Linked DNA regions of Mus musculus: regions 1 and 3 are each linked to region 2. The links are chromatin contacts, called in public HiChIP or PLAC-seq and promoter capture Hi-C maps. All regions are on one chromosome and are shown on one strand. The core of a region is the stretch at or near the end of the contact, and the rest is flanking DNA. Distances in the headings are between cores, read along the strand shown. Region 1 overlaps Skap2 (src family associated phosphoprotein 2). Region 2 holds the start of Hoxa9 (homeobox A9). Region 3 has its middle 33 kb from the start of Gm38811.

Region 1 (4,051 bases), core at 653-3,152, 280 kb before region 2:
GAAAGAAGATGGGTGAGGTTAGCCTAGGCTCCCTGGGGAAAGTAAGAGAGTTAACCTCTATGGAGCCTCAGTTTGAATACCTTCTTTATGTGGTTGCTTTGAAGATTAATTGAGATGATTTAAGTAAAGTTTGGATCAATATTTGGCAGTCTTCTGGGTACCTCAAGGTCCCTGCTCTAGAATTCTACTATCAGCCAGAAATGCATGTTCAGCTGTATCAAAAACAACAAAGAACTCTATACTCATTCACGAACAGATTGTTTATCATTGCACTCATTCCTTATTCTACACTGTACCTGTAAGAGGAGAGCACAATGGTCACCATGGTCTCAAGAGTCAGGTCTGGCTTTCCAGTTCCTGTCCTGCCACTCACTAGCAGGTAACTTCAGGAAATTTCATTATATTAAAAAATGTATCTAATACATCTAAAAGAATTCATTTTGTGGTTAAAGATAACAAAATTATAAAATCTATAAAATAAATTATATATAGTATATACTCTATGTCCATATAATCTGTAACAAATTTAAAGCAAAATTAATTTACTGCCCCTCAAATATTTGATACAATAAAGAATCAAAACAAATTAATGAATTTCAGTGGTGTGCACTGTCAACATCAAAAGTAGTTTTAAAAGTCATTTCTTTTGAGACTGTATAATGTCTGTCATGGTAACTAAGGCATTCTAAACTTGTCTACAGTTTCAAAGGACTTAAGAAGTTAAATTCACTTATTAATTGAAATAAAGTAGTGAGTCATAAATTTTAATGGATGCTAATATTCAATTGTTTTAAAATAGTCTACATAACAGAGGCAGTGAATGTTCTTTGTTAGATTATGAATCAAAACATGAATTTGGTATAACTGATTCCAAGAACTGTGGGTGAAGCTGGTGGTAGAGTGTTTGCCTACCCAGGCCTAAAGGCCATCTCTAGAACTCAGGAAAAAGATGTCTATCTAACAGATGGTCAATTTCTAAAATATTAAGAATTACCATCAACTGAATATTAAATGTCTTTAAGAATTGTAAGAATGTTTCTATGATCATTTTCCCCAGAAAGAACACAGCCTTTGACCTTATAGTATTACCATATACTTTGAAATAATAAATGAGCACCTTTAATTTTATAAGTAGTTCTGCGTCACATGTCACAAAAATCTGAAGCCTTATAATTATCAATGAAATTTAATAAAGATAAAATGTGACTATTTCCACTGTTATCAAATGTTCCAATTAATATCCAAGACAAAAAAATTTCCATTTTTCTATAACACTCAATTAGATAATCCTATGACAGAGCACGTCATACAATTCTATAAAACAGTGTTTCAATTGAACTCTGCTTCTTAGTGGTATTTGGAGGCAAAACTTTCACATTGGCTACTCTATACTGTTGTAAAAACAAGACTTACACTGAAGAATCTGTTCAAGAACATGGTCAAAATCTAAGTTCTAATGTATATCAAGCAGTAGCTGCATGGGAAATCAAGCAATGAAGGGCTGAATTTATTTAAGGAGGCAGGAGAGCTGCAGGCCTTCTTATGAATGTTGGAAGATAGTAAGCATTTAGAATAAATATTGATGACTTATGAAAGGGGCTAGCCTATAAAAGTAAAGAGTTATGTGAAAGAGAAGTAAAAGATTATGATTAGAAGAGCTTTAAAAACAAGCAGAGGAGCCTGGACTTGATTCAGTGGGCAATCTGCCACTCCTGGAGGATCTGAGGAAGCAAATGATTCTATCAATGTACTATTTCATAAAATCAATCTGGCAGGGTAGAATTAGAAACATAAAAGGAATTTGAGAGGGCTTTTAGTTTAGGAGGCAGCTACAGTATTTCACTGTGATGAGGTCTCATACCAAACAGTAGCACTGAGAGTAGATTGCTTTTATTCATTCATTACACAGAGATTTACTGAGGGCCTGTTACATGGTGGGCACTGTGCCATGCATGAAGATCACAAAAGTAAACAAGTCTCATGGCCCCTTAGTGGTGGAACTTACAATAATATAGTCAGGAAGATAGGCAGAAAAGGTACACAAAACCTCATGAACTTACAAATTGTGGTAAGCGAGTAACAGAAAATAAAAAGGATGCAGAGCCACGAGGGGCAGAAAAGCCATGTGGGGTCTCAACTCAGGAAGGAGGTCTGTGGGGTGACGACAGAAGCTGAAACCAACATAGAAACACAAGGAGTGGTTTTCGGCACAAACAACAATACAGTTAAAAGTGGAGAAATCTTGTTTCACTACAAACCCTAAAACAAGGTGAGTGAGGGCACTGGGTCAGGAGGGAAAGGACACACAACATGGGTCAGACTGTAGGAGGGAAGGACACACAACATGGGTGAGACTGTAGGAGGGAAGGACACACAACATGGGTGAGACTGTAAGAGTGAAGGACACACAGCAAGGGTAAGACTGTAGGAGGGAAGGACACACAGCAAGGGTGAGACTGTAGGAGGGAAGGACACACAGCAAGAGTGAGACTGTAGGAGGGAAAGGACACACAACATGGGTGAGACTGTAGGAGGGAAGGACACACAGCAAGGGTGAGACTAGGAGGGAAGGACACACAGCAAGGGTGAGACTATAGGAGGGAAAGAACACAAAACATGGGTGGGACTGTAGGAGGGAAAGGATACACAGTACAGGTGAGACTGTAGGGGCGAGGGCACTGGGGCAGGAGGGAAGGACACACAGCAAGGGTGAGACTGTAGGGGCGAGGGCACTGCGTCAGGGAGGGACCCAAGCACCACTGGATCAGGTAAGCCTTTCAGTCAGCCTCCTAAGAATTAGGATTTGAAGTTAAGGGTATAAGAAGTTACTTGAGGATATTGACTTACAAGTGGCAAAAGTAGTTGAAAACAACTACAAGGAAAAATTATTGAATAGGTCAGAAGCTAAAAATAAACAACAAAAATCACATTTGAGGTCTGCTTTTACAGTACCAAATACTTGCTGCACTTGGTGATAAACACTGTAATCCAGAATTTAGGAACCAGAAACAAGAGGATTACGTCACTGCCTGTGACTTAAAGGCCAGCCTGGTCTGCACATGGAATGAGCTCCAGGTCCATTAGGGCTACACATAGAGACCCTGTTTCCAAATTTTAAAATAGGAATAAAGAGATGGTCAGTGACTAAGAGCACTGGCTGCTCTTGCAGAGGCTCTGGGTTCAGTTCTTAGCCCCCACACAGCAGCTCACAACTGTCTGTGACTCCAGTTTCAGAACTGATGCCCTCTTCTGACCACCTCAGGCACTGTATGCACATGATGCACATACATACACGCATGCAAATTAAACACTCAAATACAGATTTTAAAATGTTTATAATTTAAAAAAAGAACAAGTAGTTTATGCTTTATAAGTGGAGAACCTGTTTATAATCTCTAATAAACTAAAATAATTCAATTTCAAATTAAGCTCTTTCAAGCACAGTAATATTATACGCTAGAGAAGCAGTGAGGGTTTCCCCCTAAAGAAGAAGACACACTGAGCAGCCTTATCTAAAATGCATAGGAAGGAACAGAATTAATTCAGTTCTGATATGGAAATATCTACATAAACAAGACGAGATTATTTGGGAGACAGAATACAGGTTTAAACATGAAAGTCATTTATGTTTCAAATACATTTGATATATATATTTAAATAGTAATTTTACATAATATTTTAATAATTTTGTGCAAGTTTCATGGTGTGGAATTTTCCATTTGTAGTGGCGTGTCATTTTCAACTTCAGATTTTCAAATTAGGATTTCCTCCTGTATCCTTGACTCTTACTAGAGAATAGAACACGTTCAATGGAAGACATTTACAAAGTATGACTTTTGAGAAAGTCACTGGGCTAAACTGGAAAACCAACTTTTGTTTTCAGTCCTAACTTTAGACAAGTTACTTAACCTCTCTATACTGGTTCCTGTAAAACAGCCTGTCTGAGTCGGTACTAAGAGAATCCTCTGAAGCAAATGTGTGGCTGGAGCAAACACTCAGTGCTCTTACCATGCCAGACATTTATTCTGCTCAACTCAATCCATGCATGTAC
Region 2 (3,976 bases), core at 869-3,368:
AGGGGCGGCGGGTCTCCGCTCTACTCGCCCGCCCGCCCCGCCCCCTCACTGCAGCAGCCTCCTCCCTTTCCCCTAGCCGGCCCGGGTGCTCCACACAGTTCTCTGGACTTGGGGCCCCTATCAGAGGTGTTCCAAACACCAACTTCTGGTTCTCGGACCCTAGATCCAGAGGCACCCATCGAGGACGAAGGCAGGCTCCAGAGAAAGCTGACGCGCTGGTAGATCCTGGTGGCCTGCGTGGAGGCAGCGGCCGGTTTGCAGGAAGGAGACACTTACTGGGATCGATGGGGGGCTTGTCTCCGCCGCTCTCATTCTCGGCATTGTTTTCGGAGAAGGCGCCTTCGCTGGGTTGTTTTTCTCTATCAACTGGAGGAGAACCACAAGCATAGTCAGTCAGGGACAAAGTGTGAGTGTCAAGCGTGGGACAGTCACCCCTTCTGGCCGAGAGCGGTTCAGGTTTAATGCCATAAGGCCGGCTGGAGGGTAAGCCCGCGAAGGAGAGCGCACCGGGCGTGGGTTCCAGCCAGGAGCGCATATACCTGCCGTCCGGCGCCGCCGCCGCCACGGGCGCCTGGGGATGCACGTAGGGGTGGTGGTGGTGATGATACACTGCAGCAGGCACCGCATTGGCGCCCGCCGCGTGCACTGGGTTCCACGAGGCACCAAACACCGCCGCCTTGGACTGGAAGCTGCAAGGACTGAAGTCGGGGTGTTCGGCCAGAGCTGCCGCCTGCCTTGGGGGTTGACCCAGGGTCCCTGGAGCGTAGCGTCCCGCACCCAGCTCATCAGCAGCGTCGGCGCCCAGCAGGAAGGAGTCCACATAGTAGTTGCCCAGGGCCCCGGTGGTGGCCATTGCAGTAGCCCGCGCCTGGCCGGCCCAGCCCGACCCGCCGAAATTATGAAACTGCAGATTTCATGTAACAACTTGGTGGCACCAGGGGGGGGTGAAGTACAGTCACCTAATAAGTTGCCGGCGCCCGCGCCCCCATTGGCCACGCGCGTCACGTGTCCGCCCGGCAGAACAATAACGCGTAAATCACTCCGCACGCTATTAATGGCCCGGTGTTTTGCAGTCATAATTTTTATAGCAAAAGCCATATGTTTTTATGCAAAGGGATCGCGCAGCTCCACGATCTGGTTTGTTTTAATTGTGGCCAACGAAGATTAAAAGATCAAATCTGGCCTTGCCTCTGTACTCTCCCTTGCCACCCCCCCAACACACACACATACCAGACACACACACTTCTTAAGCGGACTATTTTATATCACAATTAATCACGCCATCAGGAAGGCGCGGGTCCCGCGTGTGAGCACGGCCAGCAGAGCCCCTCACATAAAATTAGACAATAATTGAAGCCATAAAAAAGCAGCCAAATCGCATTCTCACTCTACTGTATTTAAATCTATATTTATGATATTTCATAAGGAGTTATTGTTTCGGAAGCCACACAGGCTGGTGGAAAGTCAGGAGCGACCAACAGATTCGTTTGCCTCGCTGTGGCTCCCTGTAAAAATTTATGAGGACTTGGAAAGGTTAAATTAGACTGTTGTGTTTGGTTGGTGAATACCCTGTAAATAATCCTTGCAGTCCTCAGAGATGTGAGCCCCCCGCCCGCGCGCGCCCCCAGGGCCGGCCTAGAAAAGTCAAATACAAGGCTCTCTCCACCTCAAACAGAGTGACCACCGCCCCTGTCGCGACGCACCGTCGATGATACAACCACCTAAAATGGGCTACCGACCCTAGTCAGACTGGAAAGCCAGCCAGGCGCTTGCACATCGGCCAGATCACCCTTGCTCCACAGGGAAGGCCCCACAGAGCAACCAGAGCAACCGCCAAGGAGAGAACTGCCAACCCTCAAGGGTTTGTGTCACAAACGCCCTGATTGTGTCACAAGCGCCCTGGCCCACTTCTTTGAGCACAAACTGCCCAGCGAATTTTATTCCCTAGCCAGCGGGTTCTAAGCTCCATCATCTGTATGCCTAGTCCCGCTCCCCAGACTGGAGATGGGGAAAATCGCCAGTCAACATCAAGAGGTGTTTGTCTTGCTGAGGGGTCACCTCGCCTAGTTTCTGGGCCCTGTATGAACCGCTCTGGTATCCTTCCCTCTTCTGTTTTTTCCTCCTATTCCTCTATCACCCCACTTTTTTTCCCCTTCCTTCCCATTCCCCTTTTCCTTCTTTTGTTACTCCCCTCCCTCCCTTCCTCTCTTTCCCCCCCGCCCCCATCTCCAGCGCCCCTGCCTTGGTTATCCTTGAAACAGAACAACAGAGATCCCATAGTCAAACTACAGCTCAAGTCCAGTGCTACAAATTAACCCGGGAGGAACACTGGACATTGACTTTAATCTCATCCTTTGGTCAAATGGAGGATGTTATTTTTCACCCCTTAGAATCTTTGGGAATAAGAGAAAAAAAGTGAGAAGGCCACAGCCACTGTTGTTAATGGGAGGGGCGGTGGCCCCATCCCAATCTGGAACACAAAGCAACAGCTCTTAGAAACTGTGTAATTAAATTCACGTGTGAATTTTGTGCCTTCCAAGAGTATGTTTCTCATTACTTCACTATCCACAAAAATGCTGACCCGAGACATTTCCATCTTTGTTTTTGCTTTCTTCCTCAGAAATAGTTCAAGGAGACACTTTCCAACGCTCTGACAGATTCCCCCAAATATTAGGCTCTCCACCAGAGAGGGGCTGGGAAGCTCCCGGGATCCACACCCCCTCGCTTGTCGGCAGGAAGAAGAAAGTGGTCAGCGCCAGGAACTGGATGTGGCCTGTCCTGACTGCCTCAGTCCCCTCCCCCTAATATTTTTCCTTTCCCTGCAAATTCCTCCAAGACACACACACCCCCAACACAACCCAAGGTGTTCTAAATATCCGGTAGTCCTCTGAGGTTCAGGTTTTCATTAAAGCAATAACCCAGGAGTATAACTCTGCTCTTAATTGTAATAGTAAATGGTAGAGTATTCCTGGCTGACTTTTTCATTTTTTGTATTCAGAGAAGATATGTATCATCACCATCATCATTAATATCATTAATATTTATTAATTTAAAATACTTTTAAAACTTTAGTCTCAAAACAGAAAAATTACAAAGAATTAGGTACTGAGTATTAAGCAGCTGTTTACATGTGGCCCAAAAGGGGGAAAATTCATAAAAGGAGATATTGTCCTTGTGAGTCTAGAAACATGATCCTAAAGTATACAGGTTTTTATTTCTGCTTTCTTTTGGATGAGTTGTATACACATCTAGAAATAATAAATGGATGCAACCACACAACACCTCATGCTCAACTGAGAATCTTCCAAAAACGTTGGTCTTTGAAATAAGCCCAGTACCCGGATGCAGAAAATGGCAGAGAAGAGTTGGAGGGAGCCTGGAGTACTGGTCACTCAGATAACAGGTTGTTGGCTGAGCAACGAAAACAATTCCCGGGCATCAGCCTGAGCCGGGAAGGGAAACAGAGTTCTGTGGTCTCAGGCAGTGCCTGTGTTGTTGGGGGTGGGGAGAGGGTGGTTTGTTTCAGGTTTCTGTATTAAGAGTCGTTAGGCTGGTTTTCTTAGATTACAATTTAGTACCAGTGCCCCAGTTTGTGCCCTCCCTGATCTTGAATTTGGGATTGTTTTCACTCATTTAAAATATATTGGACCTGGGAAGGTCTCCCTTCTCAAACCCTCAGTTGCACAAGGCAGGACATTTTCTGAATCTAAAATGGCTAGCAAGCCAGCGAGCAGTCAAGCCTTGGACCCGGTGAGGCTCTCTCATCACGGTCAAAGCCCGAGTTAGGACCCGTAAAGCTGGCAGAGTCGGTCAGAAGCTTCCCGCTGAAGCGTTCTCAGTAGTCGGGCGACACAGAACCTAGGCAGGAATTCAGCCCTGATTCCAATTTCCGAACCAATGGATCTGGCAAAGTGTTTCCTGCCCTCGATGTGGGCACACAAAGACGCCGCGGGTGCCCCCTCACCGGATCTCTCGG
Region 3 (3,845 bases), core at 243-2,742, 480 kb before region 2:
TTTAGAAGTGTCTGCCTTCCTCCCTTAATAATTCATGACGAGGTGCTACATTTCCAAACAGATATCGTGTGTCTTTCTTACAGCACCCACTTTCCTCCTAAAATGGCCCCAAATGAAACTGAAGGACGCAACTTGAAGTTTTTATCCCTGTGACAGCTCACCTCCAGGAGCTGCTTCAGGGCTTTCAAGTCCTTATGGTTTGAGGCATGTTTTATAATCCCTTTATTCATAGTCGGAGAAATGTTAATAAAGATGATTAAAGCCAGCACCATCCACCACAGGAATCAAAATGACCCGCTGTGTTATTAATTTAAAAATAAGAGCTAACTGGAGAACTTGGTTGCTTTTGTAAATGTTCACAAGCCGGGGCATTGAGGCTTCTCAAAACAGTGGTAGGAGAAAATAGCACTGGAAAAGTTAGCAGGGGCTGGGGGAACTTTCCCCTCGTGAAGGAAGGCTTAGGGCCTTTTGTTGGGAAGTGGCAGGTGGGTTGTACAATTCCAGTGTAATTTCAGAAAGCCATCTTTTGAACATAATAAACATGCCTGCAATAATAGGATTCAGAAAATAGCAAAATGCGTTCCAGACGCCCTTTGATTGTGCATATAGAACAGAGAGTTTAGCTATAATTGGCTATAACACAGTTATGGACAGCAAATGACACACCGTGGAGTTGGGCAATGTGCAATTCTGATTAGAGATGGTGTGTTTCAGACAAACGCCACAAATACAGCAGCGGCAGGTACATAGTGACATAGCAACCCCTCCCCCACCTTCTCCCCTCCCCCTTCCTGTTTAATGAAATCATAAATTAGACCAGAAAACTTATTCTATTATTTTTTCAACTGATCAATTGACAGCCAATACAGCATTTTCTTCAGAGGGTACAGCTGTGTGAGAGAGGGAAGTGGGAGCCCACGGAGAATTGACTTTTGGAGAACTAGATGTAATTTGAATCAAGAATTATAATGGGAAATAAACCATTACAATAAACAAGGAAACATGTACACAATTACTTTCATGCTGTAATTTTATTCACTCTAGTTGAGAAAATAAAGAGATAATACTGACCGTAGCACCTGGGTATTTAATGCAAACTGTAAAATCTATTATATTAAACAAAGTCAAAAGCAATGTGAAAGATCTTGAATCTATTCAAGGCATGCACCTCATTACAGACTTAGCAAATTAAAACACAAATAGGATTAGAAAAGAATAATGTAACAATCTCCCACCAGGTCCCTAGAGCATTAAGTCATAAATTGGGTTTGCATTAAATTGTGCCTGCAGTATTGAATTCAGGGAAAGAGCTGTGGGCTGGAGATAAACCATGCCGGGCTACTCACCAACTTTGGCAAAGCTATGTGTTTTCCGAGACGTGCGGTAAATTTGTTAGACTAAAACAGCTCCAAAGAAAGAAATTGAGCACTTCATATCTCAATTTAAAAACGTCCCGTGCCCTGCCATATGTGGTCTAAGCAGATAAAAACGTAGACACGCTCCCGTGTGAATCGGAGCTGTGCTTGCTGGGAGATCGTGGAGACATTTTACTTCCTGTACTGTGTAATCCAGGGCACATTTTAGACAAAACAAATGAAACTGTTCGACGTAGTTGCTAATGGATTTGCTTTTGCTTTTTGTTTGTTTGGTCTGTAGACGCTGAAACGGAGTCTCCAGATGGACCTTCCCTTTAATTCTGCAGGAAGCCTAGACCTTGCTGATTCTGGCTGACCCATAGAAAAATGTATAGGGCATTTTAAAAAAGTAAATAAATATTCTTAAGCCAATCTTAAAAGTGGCTCTCACTTCCATAAGTGAGGCATTCCTCTAATTATGATGTGCTGTGAGGATTTGTTTTTCTCACCTCTGGCTAAGAGAGGCGAGGTCGGGAAAAGAGAACTTGTTCCAGTTTTCTATGTCATCCACAGAAGAAGTCTCAGGCCTTAATTTCTCTGTTGGCCACAACGGGCTGGCAGAGTATGCAGAGCACCTCTGGCTGTTAGCCCTCTTTTCTTAAGATCATTTTCAGGTATGGAATAGCATTGGTTTTCTCTTCCTTGACTTCTTAAGGCTGTGATGAGAAATAAAGAGGATTATGTGAAAGGCCTAGGAAATACTAGTTTAAAAAAATACACGACTCCCTGATTTCACCCATAAGTGACATTTGCAAGATGTCCTGAGCAAGCATAGGCTGCTATGCTGGGTGTGCCGGCCTCCTCTGGCTCAGAGGAGCACATGGAGCCTTAATGATGCAGGAGGTAGGACCTCCTTCCTCCCTTGTACCGTTTTTTTCTAGTGAGCTCGGGGCTCTGACCACTTTACCTCCCAGCCTTTGCAGCTGGCTGGCCTGCCCTCTAGATGATATAGGCTTCTACATCCCACTTTTGTAGAAGACAGTCTGTTTAAAACTGCACTCTCTATTTTCAAAAGCTTATTTGAAAGTCTAAATGGCTCCCATTTTGGCTTTAGTGAGACAAATACGGGGGCTAAAATACTCCGTGCCCCTTGAGGGTGAAAGATGCATAAGGCCCGCTGGAATTTCCAGAGCCAAAGTCTGTGCTTCTCACAGTGGCAATTTTTCTGCCACGTTATTTATGTGGTGGTTTTACTTCTAATTATGGCTCATCATGGCTGTTAGTGCTGAGCAGTAAGAGACCAAACTGCATTGTACTGCCATTTAACTCCAGCCCATAAAATGGGTGATAAAGCTGAGGGATTGAAAACCAAACCAGCCCCCCCCCCCAAAAAAAAAGCATAACTTTCTGTGACAAACTCACATCCATTTCTGCCTGTCTGAGGGTGGGTGCCTCGTCAGGAGGAAATGCACTGGTGGGCTGGTGACTTCTGAGGCCCTGCAGTCTCAGATTTCTGTGCGGGCTTACTCTCAAGCCATCTCCTGTTGTAGGAAAAACAACCCCAGAACCCCCAAATAATTAACACCTGACAGACTTTACCAGAATCAACCTATTTTGTTGTTTGCCAGCTAAGGACAGCAAGTAGATGTTACTTAATGTAGAAAAAATAAAAGGCCTTTTGTTTTCAATTTTGACTACTTTATTTTATTTTATTTTATTTTTTGCTGATAAGAAGAATGCCGTGTGTGTGTGTGTGTGTGTGTGTGTGTGTGTGTGTGTGTGTGTGTATAAACACAGAAGATAAATGGCTGGGATGAGAATGAGTTGGCCATAACCTGATTAAAGCCATCGAGCTGGCTCCTAGGAGAACCACAGAGGGCTTAATGATTGGGTTGTTGTTCTTAATATGTCTAATGTTGACTCTTAAAGAAATCAAGAAAAATGTTAAGGGGTTCCTGGTATTTCACTGTAGCAGTGAGCTCTTCCCTGACAGAAACAAACAAACAAACAAACAAACAAGCAAACAAACATGTTCTCTGTGGCTGGGGCACAATGTCCAGCCGTGTAAGCTGATTTGCCTGGCACTATTAGGAGGTCTTTTAAAGCCAAAGTCAGCCTCCTCAGGGACAAGGACAGGTTTGGCTTTGTTGAAACCATGCTGGGTAGAACAGCAGTGAAATGTCACTTTCCTTCCTTCTCAGTCACTGCCTGTGCTGCTTAGTTTTGTCAATGTGACACAAACCAGGGTCACCTGCTAAGAGGGAATCTCACAGGAGGAATCTCCTTCCTGGGAATGGCCTGCAGGCGTTCTCTTGATTAAAGCTGATGAGGGAAGACCTGGTCTATTGCAGGTGGTGCTATCCCCCTCCCCCCCCCACCCTGCTCGGGGTCCTGGGTGCTGTAGGACAGCAAGCTGAACTAACCATACAGGGTAAGGCAGTAAGAGGCCTCTGCTTAATTCTCCATGGCCTCTGCTCCAGTCCTTGCCTC

The links. Promoter capture Hi-C pulls out the DNA fragments that hold promoters and counts their contacts. HiChIP or PLAC-seq counts read pairs in DNA pulled down with a chosen protein or histone mark.
Region 1: an H3K4me3 HiChIP or PLAC-seq map of stem cell-derived neural progenitor cells shows a contact between it and region 2, with 22 read pairs. The contact joins the enhancer-like site here to the promoter of Hoxa9 in region 2. A contact is called at or near these places in 3 of 39 promoter capture datasets (the C10 cell line, the HPC-7 cell line and neural stem cells), 7 of 115 datasets of contacts at active chromatin or transcription factors (acute myeloid leukemia, bone marrow-derived macrophages, embryonic forebrain and 4 more) and 3 of 9 other capture datasets (adipose tissue, liver and macrophages).
Region 3: a promoter capture Hi-C map of hematopoietic stem and progenitor cells shows a contact between it and region 2, with 2.4 times the contacts expected there. The contact joins the enhancer-like site here to the promoter of Hoxa9 in region 2. A contact is called at or near these places in 7 of 39 promoter capture datasets (the 3T3-L1 cell line, 3T3-L1-derived adipocytes, hematopoietic stem and progenitor cells and 3 more), 2 of 484 Hi-C or Micro-C datasets (the C2C12 cell line and embryonic fibroblasts), 4 of 115 datasets of contacts at active chromatin or transcription factors (acute myeloid leukemia, embryonic stem cells, neural tube and 1 more) and 3 of 9 other capture datasets (embryonic stem cells, liver and macrophages).

What each region holds. Positions count from the first base shown.
Region 1 is chr6:51,943,174-51,947,224 of GRCm38.p6, forward strand. The region is part of intron 4 of Skap2 (src family associated phosphoprotein 2); the gene reads right to left. Among named protein-coding and RNA genes, the nearest start is that of Skap2, 67 kb to the right of the region's middle. Within about 2 kb of position 1,903, at least 8 of the 459 cell types and tissues checked have an H3K27ac peak or open chromatin away from gene starts, as enhancers often do. A contact at or near this core is called in stem cell-derived neural progenitor cells, where this site is marked.
Region 2 is chr6:52,225,252-52,229,227 of GRCm38.p6, forward strand. It overlaps Hoxa9 (homeobox A9), which reads right to left and starts at 2,119. Exons shown (of 2, transcript NM_010456.3): 1 at 277-2,119. The coding sequence starts at 853. It overlaps Gm52902 (a long non-coding RNA gene), which reads left to right and starts at 2,253. Exons shown (of 2, transcript XR_003956434.1): 1 at 2,253-3,976.
Region 3 is chr6:51,741,964-51,745,808 of GRCm38.p6, forward strand. No RefSeq gene overlaps it. Among named protein-coding and RNA genes, the nearest start is that of Gm38811, 33 kb to the left of the region's middle. Within about 2 kb of position 1,493, at least 17 of the 459 cell types and tissues checked have an H3K27ac peak or open chromatin away from gene starts, as enhancers often do. A contact at or near this core is called in hematopoietic stem and progenitor cells, where this site is marked.